2 separate regions of the Sus scrofa genome follow, and region 2 is linked to region 1. A link is a contact called in public Hi-C data. All regions are on one chromosome and are shown on one strand. The core of a region is the stretch at or near the end of the contact, and the rest is flanking DNA. Distances in the headings are between cores, read along the strand shown.

Region 1 (5,435 bases), core at 1,261-3,760:
GCTGGATCGTTAACCCACTGAGCAAGCGCAGGGACTGAACCCGCAACCTCATGGTTCCTAGTCGGATTCGTTAACCACTGCGCCACGACGGGAACTCCTCCTCAGTCTTTTTAATGCCAGCCCTCCGGCAGCTTCCTGGCTCACTCCTGGTACAATCCAAAGCCCTTACCGTGGCCCCCAAAGGCCTGCATTCTCTAACAGCTCACCTCCCCTCATCATTCCCGACCCTCCTCCCACCCACATCCTCTCCATTCCCTGGTCTCTGGTATTCTCGACTCACCTGGAACATTCAGGAATGTTCCCACTTCTCGGAACAGTGAAGAGGATTAAATGGTTGATAGATATAGACACTTAGAGCTGCATGTCACTCACAGTAGGTCTGCATTCATATTGCATCATCACTCTTTGAAGTCCCTATGTATTTTTTTTTTTTTTACTTTATATCTTCACCATCTCATGTCTCACGGGTAGCGTTTTTTTTTTTTTTTTTTTTTTTTTTTTTTTTTTTTTGTCTTTTTGCTATTTCTTGGGCCGCTCCCGCGGCATATGGAGGTTCCCAGGCTAGGGGTCCAATCGGAGCTGTAGCCACCGGCCTACGCCAGAGCCACAGCAACGCAGGATCCGAGCCGCGTCTGCAACCTACACCACAGCTCACGGCAACGCCGGATCGTTAAACGGGTAGCGTTTTATAGAAAGCCCTCAAAAGTGTCCCCACCTCAGCACATCCCCTCTAAATATTCCCTCTGCCTAAATAGTCTTTCCCCAGAAAGCTGCATGGTCCTCAGCTTCATGGCCTTAAGATCACAACTAAAATCATCTTATCCATTAGTCTCTCCTGGCCACACTGTATAAAATAGCACTCACAACACACAACGTAGTGAAAGTATAAAGAACCAAACTCCTTGTTTATCCCTCCTCCTGACGTTTCCCCTTTGGTGACCCTAAGTTTGATAATTAGAGGGTTTTTTTTTATACATTGCTATACACAAAATAGGTAAGCAACAGGACCTGTTGCTTAGCGCAGGACCTCTGTATGGGAAAAGAATCTGAAAAAGAATGGATATAGGTATAAATGATTCACTTTGTGATACTCCTGAAAATAACACAACATTGTAAATCAACTATAATCCAATAACATTGAAAAGACAAAACCAAAATGTCAGAGGGCCTTCAAATAGTTACGATGTCATATTAACAGAGATATGAGACATGGCTCTAAGAGCTTTACATAAATTGATTACTTAATCCTCAGAGCACTTTTGTGGGCTAGATCACCTTCCTAATCCCTCATTTTAGAGAGGAAATTTAAGACACACAGAATTTACTAACTCGCCCAAGACTACGCAGTTAAACATTAGGTGACGAAGCTAGTATTGGAACCCAGGCATTCAAATTGATAGCCACTGTTTAGCCATATGACAGCCTTGATGTTTTGCTGATATTTCTATTTTTGTGCACACTGAGCCCATCTTTCACTGATTTGGCCATGTTTTGCTGAGCACCTGCTATGTAACATGGGGTAGGCAAGGGAGAAGAAAAAGTTAAAAAAATTTATACAAAGAGATAGCCAGGGCTCAAATGGCATACAGTTTCATAGGTGTTGTTCTAAGCGTCATGAGAAACCATCGGCAAGATAGGACCCCATTTCCATTTAGAGGGAGCACTCTGGTGGTTCCGTGGAAAACAGGCTATCGGAGGTGATGGAGAAAGTTGGAGGGTCTGTCAGGAGGCTATTGTCAAATCCTAGTTAACAGGAACCACAGTAGATTGTTCTTGAATAAGGATGCCTGTGGTGGAATTGATGAAAATTGGTCAGATTCACAGTACATTTTAGAGGAAAAAAATAAAATAAAATTTGCTGTTAGAGGAAGCATTCGCCTTCCACATTCTTTTAAGTTGTTCCATTATATCTCACAGTATGAATACCGCATCGTTATTTAGCCATTTCTCATCTACAAGGTACTTCCCTGACTGTTTTTAATTACAAAGTGTGCTAGAATCTTTGCCCATATTCATGTTTTTCTTACACATGTGTCCTTGTTTCTGTAGGGCCGTGAAGTGAAATTGTTGAGTCAAAGAGTCCACGACAGTTTAATCTTAGTGGAGACTGACAAGAAAGTCTCTAAACCATGGGTACCGATCAACATGTGCTGACAGATATTCCTTCTCCTCTCCTAAAAGACATGTGATTTCAGTGTGACATTGAAAACAGGTCCTCTCCCTGCTCTCCCAGTGCATCTGCAGGTTATGCCAGGCCCAGCCTCACTATATACGAGAGATAAGATGGTCTCATTGCACCCTTGGCCTGACCTGAACCAATCGATACCCAGGCAAACTCCCACTTCTATTTGCAGCTATTTATTCTGGGCAAAGTTGAGAAATCACACAGAGAGAGGATGGGTGGTGACTTTCCAAGGAAACTGTAACGGCTGCATTTAGCTACCCTTGTAAATACCTGGATACATGAAGAGCCCTTGCGAGTCCGGTTACTTCCTTGTTGGGAACGTGTCGTTTCACAGGCCTGGTACAAGGTCAGGCAGTGCCTTCAGGGGCTGTTAAGAACAGGTTGCCCTGTAATTAACTGATTTTCTACAATACAGGAGTTAGACATGTGTTTCCTCTAACCTTGAATATCACCTGGTACGTAGGTGCTCATTGACCTGTAAGTGGAGGGCTTTCAAGAAAAAGAGATAACTGTGCCGAATAATCTTTCTTACCAAGATTTCATAACCCTGTGCTATCTAGCGCACGCACTCGAGAGATTGCCTATCACAACAGACTGTAGACTTTCTGATAAACAGTGGTTTGGACACTTTCTAAACTTTCTCTCATTAACTCTTTCAAATTCACATGCCTGGGAGCCAGGCAGCCAGGGATATATTATTCTAAGTTGACTTAAGGTCAACCTGAGGAATGGAAAGGTTAATTGACTTGGCCAAGGTCATAAAACAAGCTATAAAGAGAATCAAGAACAGAATTCGGATCTCTGGAAATTTTCCAGTCTCGTGTGGGAAATGTTCAACTACAGCGTATTTCTCTAACTCTGCACTGTTCCTTTCTACAGCCTTATCCCCCAAGAGCAATTCTGCCTTTCTAATGATTCTCGATATGTTTTCACATTCTAGCAAACACATAAAATGGCAGCACCTATAAGAGTCACGAGGGTAAAGAGAGGCAGAGGTTCAGTGTGTGGTCCCAGGTGACCTGCTTGGACCCCAGTCATGTCAGGTCCTGCCAGACTATCCTGAAGAGTGGAGGCATCAGAATCTCTGCCCATTCTAGTCCATTTGGGTCAAACCAATGAGGAGGCATCCACCATTCCTATAAAGCTCAGCTTCAGGCAAAGAACAACCCTCCTCTGCCTAAGGAAAGATGTGAAATACGGCAGACCAGAAGAACTGAGATTTTGTGCATGCGAAGGGAAACTGTAGCCCTGGATTTCATGGTGGCTCCTTAATGGAGTGGCAAGAGACCAGGAAGTTGGAAGAGGGAGCTAAGGGCTAAGTCAACATCCCACTTAAAAGAAGAGGAAGTGCAGGACCATGGAAATGGCAGTAAGACAGAAAGCAAACACATGATTTAAAAGAAATTTCCTAGGAATTGGTGACCCTCTATGTGAAGTGTTACAAAAGAGGAAGTCAAAGATGCCTTCAAGTTAATTAGCCTTTTAAAATTTCTCCCTAGTGTTCCTTTCTCTGTCCTTCAATAATCTTACATAGTTATATTTATAACACAAACATTTGATCACACTTTCTGTGAAAGTTTTATGATTTCTTACTGGGCATAAGAGAACGTCCAGACTCATTATGTGAGCATACGAGAGCTTTCAAAACCAGGGCCCAAGAACAAATCACCAGATTTCTCTCTCTCCCCTGTCTGTCTCAAACACAGGCCTTCCAACCACACACAAGAATGATCCTTCCCAAACTTCCCATTGTGGCACGGTGCAAACAAATTTGACTTGTATCCATGAGGATGTGGGTTCGATCCCTAGCTTCACTCAGTGGGTCAGGGATCCGGCGTTGCCGCGAGCTGTGGTATAGGTCACAGACGCAGCTTGGATCTGGCGTTGCTATGCTGTGGCACATAGACTGGCAGCTGTAGCTCTGATTCAAGTCCTAGTCTGGGAACTTCCATGTGCCGTGGGTGCAGCCCTAAAAATAGCAAAAAAAAAAAAAAAAAAAAAAAAAAAAAAAAGACCCTTCCCTTACCGAACTGAGATTTTCAAGGCCTTCTGAATGGTCTTTGCTCTTTCTTTTCCCTTATTCCCTGCCTGACAAACGTCTCCTCAAGATCCTACACAAATGGTTCTTCATCTGTAAAAATTTTCCCCAATCTACCATTCCCATGAATTTTCTCCCTTCCTTCCTCTCCCATAGAACCTTTTTCTTCTTGCATATTAGCTAATGATCTAACTTCTGTCTCCTCCACTGGACAATGGAACTCTCCCACAAGGTCAAAGCTAAGACAACACCCAGCATCTAGCTGATGTACCTAGCTAGATGCTGGATCTATCTAGAACATAATAAATACTCCAGAGTGTTCACTGGAAGAATAAATAAATCTTCCATGTTTAAGAATATTTGCAGACTAAGAAAATGATGATTCCTTTCATTCTCTAACATCATAATAGAAGTTGGACTCAGTAGTGCAATGAATTGGCTTAAAGTCATACATGATTTTGAACCTCATTTTTGACATTAGATTTTAAGGGATTTGCTTACTATCTTGGAACTTCCTTTCTCTCACCTATATAATGATAACAGTAACAAAAACCTTATGAGGTTGATGTGAGAAACTCGTGTTATCTTAATATTTTCCATGTTATGGTGATATTTAGTAAACATTTCTTCCTTTCTGCTTTTTTTCATTGAAGGCACTTTGAATGCTAATAAAAAATGCTTTTTATTTTTACAATTCCAGTCTTTATTCACATCTTAATCTACTCCTTTGTAAAGTTCACACCTTTACTTTTGGTAGTTATTTATCTCTGTGAACATAATGTAGTAAAGGTTATATGTACAGTTGTATCTTTAAGTATATAAACCAAAATTGTTCAATGGCATCCCCAAGAAACATATTGTTGGTGCTTAATATTCATACAGGCACAATTTATGAATGGCTAAAAATGAGATCTTACTGTAGTAATAACCTCCTAATAAAATATAGAGGTTAAAATCTTTGGCTAATATATAGAGGTTAAGAACTTGGATTCTTGAATCCAAGAATTCAAACTTGGCTTGAGTTCAGACAGTATCCCTTACAAGAAAATCTAACTTACGATGCTTCTTCAGTTTCCTCCACTGTATCATGGACATAACAAAACATCTGAAAAACAAAGAATTATTGGGAGAGCTTAAAGAGACACAGAAAGTAAAGTGCGTGGCACAGAGCCCCCAGCACGTGGTATGCTCAGTGGCAGTTATTATAACGAT
Region 2 (5,657 bases), core at 3,026-5,525, 140 kb after region 1:
ATACACATGAATTATGCATTGCTGGGGTGGTGGTGGAGTTGAGGACTGAGTAGGAAAGCAAAGACGGGGAAAAATATAAGCAATTTCATTCTAAGGTAATGTGGGGAATTACTTATTTAAGGATAACTCTGCTGAGCTGTGCTTGTCTTGACCAAGGGCCCTACAGTAAAAATCGTTCCTAAAACACAAGAAAAAAAAATCACTGGTGTTTTTATTGGAGGAAATTTTACCAGTTGTATTTTTCAAGGGGGAAAGTGAGCTGACCAATTATACAATGAAGTTTAACATTTCATGGAACATTCTCCTAGTAGGTATTACTACGCGGGAAAGACAGAGGGATGCCAGACCACGTGAAAATCTCTAGATGTAAAAACATGTGTGTGTTTGTGTATATGCCTCATTTATCTCTCATGATCAGGCGTTAATCCATCTTGGCACGTGTGCAGAAGAATCGAAAAGTTGCATCGCTTAAGCACCAAATTTTTTATTAAAGCATTTAATGGAAAGATTTCAAAATCATTTACATATTTCCCTCACCTTAAAAATTATGAGAATTGATTTTTGTAGCTTTGTACAATATTATGAAATGACCGTAGGGAGCTATTTAGAAATACAGCCCTGAAAGTATAGAGTGTTCTGCCCTCTACTGAAATGGCCCCAGACAGTCGTATTTTGAGTGATTGTCTACTTTTTGTAGTTTTTAGTCTCATCTCTTTGGGTCAGTTCCTACTTCCCACTCCTTGCCTCTTACAAGCTCATTAACTTTCTAAATCATTTCTTCTAATCTCCCATGTGCTCAGAACACAGATAACTAGATTGGTTTAAATTGAAAGTAAAACAAAAGGAAGCAAATGCTAAGTGAGAGCTGGAGAAGCTTATCTGGTAATAAAATGCATTGAGTTTGAGGGTATGATTTTTTTTTTTCCCCATCTGGTTTGGCTTCTCAGAGACATTTTTACAAATGGTGTGTTTCTCAGCTATGTTTCAGACAATTAATAACACTAAGTTAATAATGGCCAGAGAAATGAGGTCTCCTAATGCGAATTATAAAAATAACCACTGTGATTAAGTAAAACTGCATCCCATCTATGGAACATACATCTTCTCTTTCAGCGATGAAACGTCGCTGGAAATAAAAATGAACCAGCCACTAAAGGGAAAAAAAGTAGGATCAAGTTTTGTTTTTCTGTATCACAGAGAAGTCACCCAGTACCACTGGAGGGTATCAAGGCTTTTGCTGACTCAGAGAAGAAACGCATTTGCCATTCAAAGACAAATTAAACAGGGCATGGATCATGCCACATAGATCGCCAGACTCAGTTATCTGCCAAGACCAGGCAACATTCAGTTCCCCCCAAACACATCAGCACGCAGCAAATTCTCTGGCTCTGTGTGGCCAAAACGTCTTTGTCAAAATGTGCAGTTGGAACAAATATTGCCAAGTGGCCCAGACTAGATTTGTCCCAGGAGAAATTGACACAAATTCCTTCAGGACCAGGGCAGCCACCTCAGCTACATGGATTGCCGGGTGATAGGATTAAAGGAGCTCGAAAGTGGCACTGTGACCTAATATAACTCTCAAATCTACTGCATGCAGAGTCCTGGAACTGAGGACCAGCAGGGGGAAAGAAGTCACTTATCCCAGGCGGCACCGCGGCATTCCAGCGTTTGCCCAGACTCTTCTTCAGTAGGAACAGGAGGCGAGCCTGCCCATCAAGCAGCCCTGCCCAGAAGAAAAGGCAGGCTGATAGACGAGGCTCAGGGGAGATCAGGGTGTCCCTGCTAAGCATGTGCTGGCAAGACACGAGAGGATCCTGACATGAGAACATTTCTGGACAGGATCTGAGTTGGCGAGGATCCCTGGACACCCGGGAGAGCTATGTCTGGACTACAGAAGCTCCAACTTCACATCTGAACAAATGAGATGGCACCCAGGGAAGCCAATGTCCTTAGGCCAAGCGTCCATGGAAAAACCAAGGGCATTCCTATAATAGAGGTGCCTTTTCCCCTATGTAAGCAGCATTCAGAAGCAGAAATCAACTTCTCAGAAAGGACTGGTGAGAAGAAATTGAAGCTGGAGAATTACCGGGACGTGAAAACGATCTAAGTGAATCAGGCTCAGTAGAGATGTAAAGCTTGGTACCTCCCAAGAGAAGAGGAAAGGGGTACAGAGCCTTCTTCTCATGCCTGCCTCATCGCCCAAGGCCAGACAGTCCCAGGGAAGGACTGTCCATGAGACAACACAGAGAAGGCCCCACATTCAAGATGTCGCAGAGAGGCAAAAAAGCGCGTCAGTCCTTCCAGCAGGAAATACCATTCTCGCAGAGAAAGGCTGACAGGCCTCAAATAGTGCAGAATCATTTTCACCCAAAGGCACCCACCTGCATTGCCAGGGACTCAGCATTCCACTCACATCAGCTGTGCACCCTGGTTGCAGAACCTTCTGCTGACAGCCTTTCTCTCTTCCCTGAAGGCTCCTTCTTCTGGTCTTCCCTCAGCAATCCCCATGAGCAAACTGCTGTTTTTCTCAACACACTGTGTGTAGGGCACGGTAGAGCCAGATCTCCCCATTTCAAATATTCTGTCCCACTGCCCTGCATTTGCCAGACGCTGTGCCCAGGGCCCTTGGTTTGGAACAGAAGGTCCCATTAGCCAAGGGAAATGTTCTCCAGCCAAATTCCACTTCCAGGAGAAGGCACTTCTGAAGATGGTAAATGAACCCCCCCCACCCCCTGAGAAAGGCAGAATTTATCTGTGATCGATGATCAAGACAACAGGCCAGTGGAGAAAGTCCCTGCTTGGCTTTCTCTATCAGAGACTGTATCTTACTGGGTTCTCAAGCTGCATCTTCATCATCAGCCATGAGCAGCATGGCGCCATGGACTTTGTCTGCATGGAACCACTGTATCCCCAGGAAGTGACATGCTAATGGGCATGCTAATGGTTGACGGTAATCATTTTTTGAGGAATGGATAGAGACATCAGTGAGAGAAGAGAGGAACTTTTAACCAGAAGCCTGAAGAAATGTGAAAATATTTCTGGAGACCAGGAGCTTTGGCGGACAAATGGCTTCTTCTACGTGAAAACATGACCATCCACACCACACACGATATGGGATGAAAACATCGGAGTTAGTAATACCCTTTGGTAATCCACACCTCCTAAAGCACCATCCTGAGGTTTTAAAGTCAGCCACTTTAACCAGGGAAATTCACATGACTGCAGAGAGAGCTGGCAACACTTTCTGACTCCGGGCCATTTGAAGGAAGATGGGGAGGATTGAACACATCGAAGAATTTCTCAAAAGTGAAAAAGTACTTGGCATCCGTTTCTTCTCATGCCTCTGGTGCTGAAATATCAGCCACTGTGGAAATTGGTCTCTGTAGTTGCTCCCCGGCGACCGATGCGTCGGTTTCATTTGCCCCCCACCTCCCCCCGCACTTTCTCCTTTAAGCAAGTTGCACATTTGGTGCAATCATTTCTTTGCCGCATCTCTCTAAATTCTCTATCATGAGAAAGTCTGATCAAAATGTCCAGCCTTCACTATGACCCGGGATTCTGGTAATGAATTAAGAGTTAACTGGAGTGCAAATGAACGAGAGAGCTTGCCAGAGGATGGTTAGAGAATTTCATGACAATTAGCACTGATTTGCGCTACAAGAATAGAAAAAAAAAATGTTTTAAAGGAGAACAAAAAAAGCTACTCACACATACACAACCCAAAAAAAGCCTTCTAGCACTGGCTGAAAATGATACCACTGGATGACAGAAGAAACACACCAGATTAGCCAATTAGCATTCACCCAAGAAAAGCAAGCACTTTGGAGAGAGGGGAGCAAAGGAACCCATCAACGGTAATATCAACTTTACAATAGCCCCAACTGTTTATCGACCAAAGGAAGTGCTACCTCCCCACTTTTGGGTGACCCTCTCAACAATTATGGGGGAAAAAAATGTTAGTTCAACATTATCGCAAGCCGGAATATGACTCTATTTATGTGACAAGTTGACAACATACAATTTCATGCTTGTTGAACTGATCGGTGTTATATATTCACTGTGAATATTATGAAGCCTCACCATTATAAATATGAAACAGTATACACTTATTCAAAGGCACTCCAGCAGTGGCAATTTATAGCTGGGATGTTTGTGTTCTGATGAAGTCCAATGCCACCTTAAGGAGCTGCAGCGCAGAAACAGATGTGCAGTGTGGCCACGACCAAAATGGATTGACGATGACCCCTGTGAAAGCAGGCTATTACATTTTGGTCTGCGTGGCAGCTGACACTGGTTTGTATTTAGATATCTGACTGGTGAGAACACTGTGTCCTTAAAGCTCTGTTTAAACATGGGCCAAGACATTTGTCTGCTGGACTAATTATTTTACCACCCTGCTATGGCAAGCATCGCTTTTTTTTTTTCTAAAAAAAAAAAAAAGAATGTGGATGTGTATGCAAGCAGGCGCACCCCCCTGCACCCCCCCTCCCCCTTGACACACACACACACACCCCAGGCACGCATTTCCCCTCTGCTGTGTAAAGTTACTGCCAGTACTTTAAACCTTGGTCATGTCAGGTGAATGTTGGCAAGCGCTCCGGAATGCCTGCATAACAGGATTGTACCACTTTCTCGATCAGGTGCCTGGGAACCGGACAAGGCCACAAACCATCGAATGCTAAGCTGTCCCAGCCACTGTTTTTGGTCCAAGTGTTTCCTCCTTCCTCTCCCCCGCTTTCTTCCTCTTCGCAAGCTTTAACCAATTTGCAAGTGTTCCCTTTCCACAAGGACAAATTTGGAAGAGTGAAGAACAACACAATTTATCCAAATGTGGAAGGAAATGAGGGAACCAGGCACCTTGCTCAAGCTAGATATCACAAATTTGCATAAGCAGTTTCCCCACGACAGAGGTGCTATTCGGAACAAAATAAATTGCTTGTATTGTATGCAAGGACACAAACCTTGACCAAGTTTGTAGTTGCTTCCCTGCTCCCTCGTCTCTTTAAGTTCACCCAGATATTCCTGCTAAAAAGCCCAGGCTGGTTGCCCTGGGTCAGTGGATCTAAAAGGACCATGGTTTATTATTTCGTTTAAATTTGGTTTGGGGTAGACCTGACCTGAAAATGGGTACTGTTTACACTGAAGCTTCCACATCTGTATCTGACGACTGAGAAACATAAACCTAAAACATGTCGAATATGAACGACGTTGCTCCAGGATTTTCAGGAATCTGTTTGTTTCTTTGTTTGTTTGCTGAAGATCAGGTAACACCCTTCGCTCTTGTTTTGAGGTCTAGCAATGGAGTCACTGACCAGCATCCTCGACCACTTTTAAAAGATTTTAATGATGACGTATTGGGACTTGCACGCTCTGACAAAGTTTGCTATTCAAATCGACATCTCTTTCTCCTTTTCCTGTCAGACTGAAGTGAAAGTGTTGTCGGTCTGTCTAGTAAATCCAACCCATAAGATAACATAATCACATACATTCATTTCTCAGAGACCCTGGCGGTTCTTATCTCCTTGCTTTTATGATCTCTTATGAACAGCCAGGAATAGCAATTTGCAGCCTGTTTGTAAAGCCATCTGAGTCTGAACCTAGCCTTCTCCTCTTTTATCACACGGCGATATTCTGCAGCTAAATCCCATTCGCTATAG

What was found. Hi-C and Micro-C count contacts between places; a contact is called where the count stands out from the background.
Region 2: a contact with region 1 is called in a Hi-C map of liver, with 2.0 times the contacts expected there. The contact joins two enhancer-like sites. A contact is called at or near these places in 4 of 47 Hi-C or Micro-C datasets (fetal liver and liver).

Annotation. Positions count from the first base shown.
Region 1 is chr8:17,791,706-17,797,140 of Sscrofa11.1, forward strand. No RefSeq gene overlaps it. Among named protein-coding and RNA genes, the nearest start is that of PPARGC1A, 150 kb to the right of the region's middle. Within about 2 kb of position 2,511, at least 7 of the 83 cell types and tissues checked have an H3K27ac peak or open chromatin away from gene starts, as enhancers often do. A contact at or near this core is called in fetal liver and liver, where this site is marked.
Region 2 is chr8:17,926,801-17,932,457 of Sscrofa11.1, forward strand. All of the region lies in intron 2 of PPARGC1A (PPARG coactivator 1 alpha), which reads right to left. Among named protein-coding and RNA genes, the nearest start is that of PPARGC1A, 17 kb to the right of the region's middle. Within about 2 kb of position 4,276, at least 15 of the 83 cell types and tissues checked have an H3K27ac peak or open chromatin away from gene starts, as enhancers often do. A contact at or near this core is called in fetal liver and liver, where this site is marked.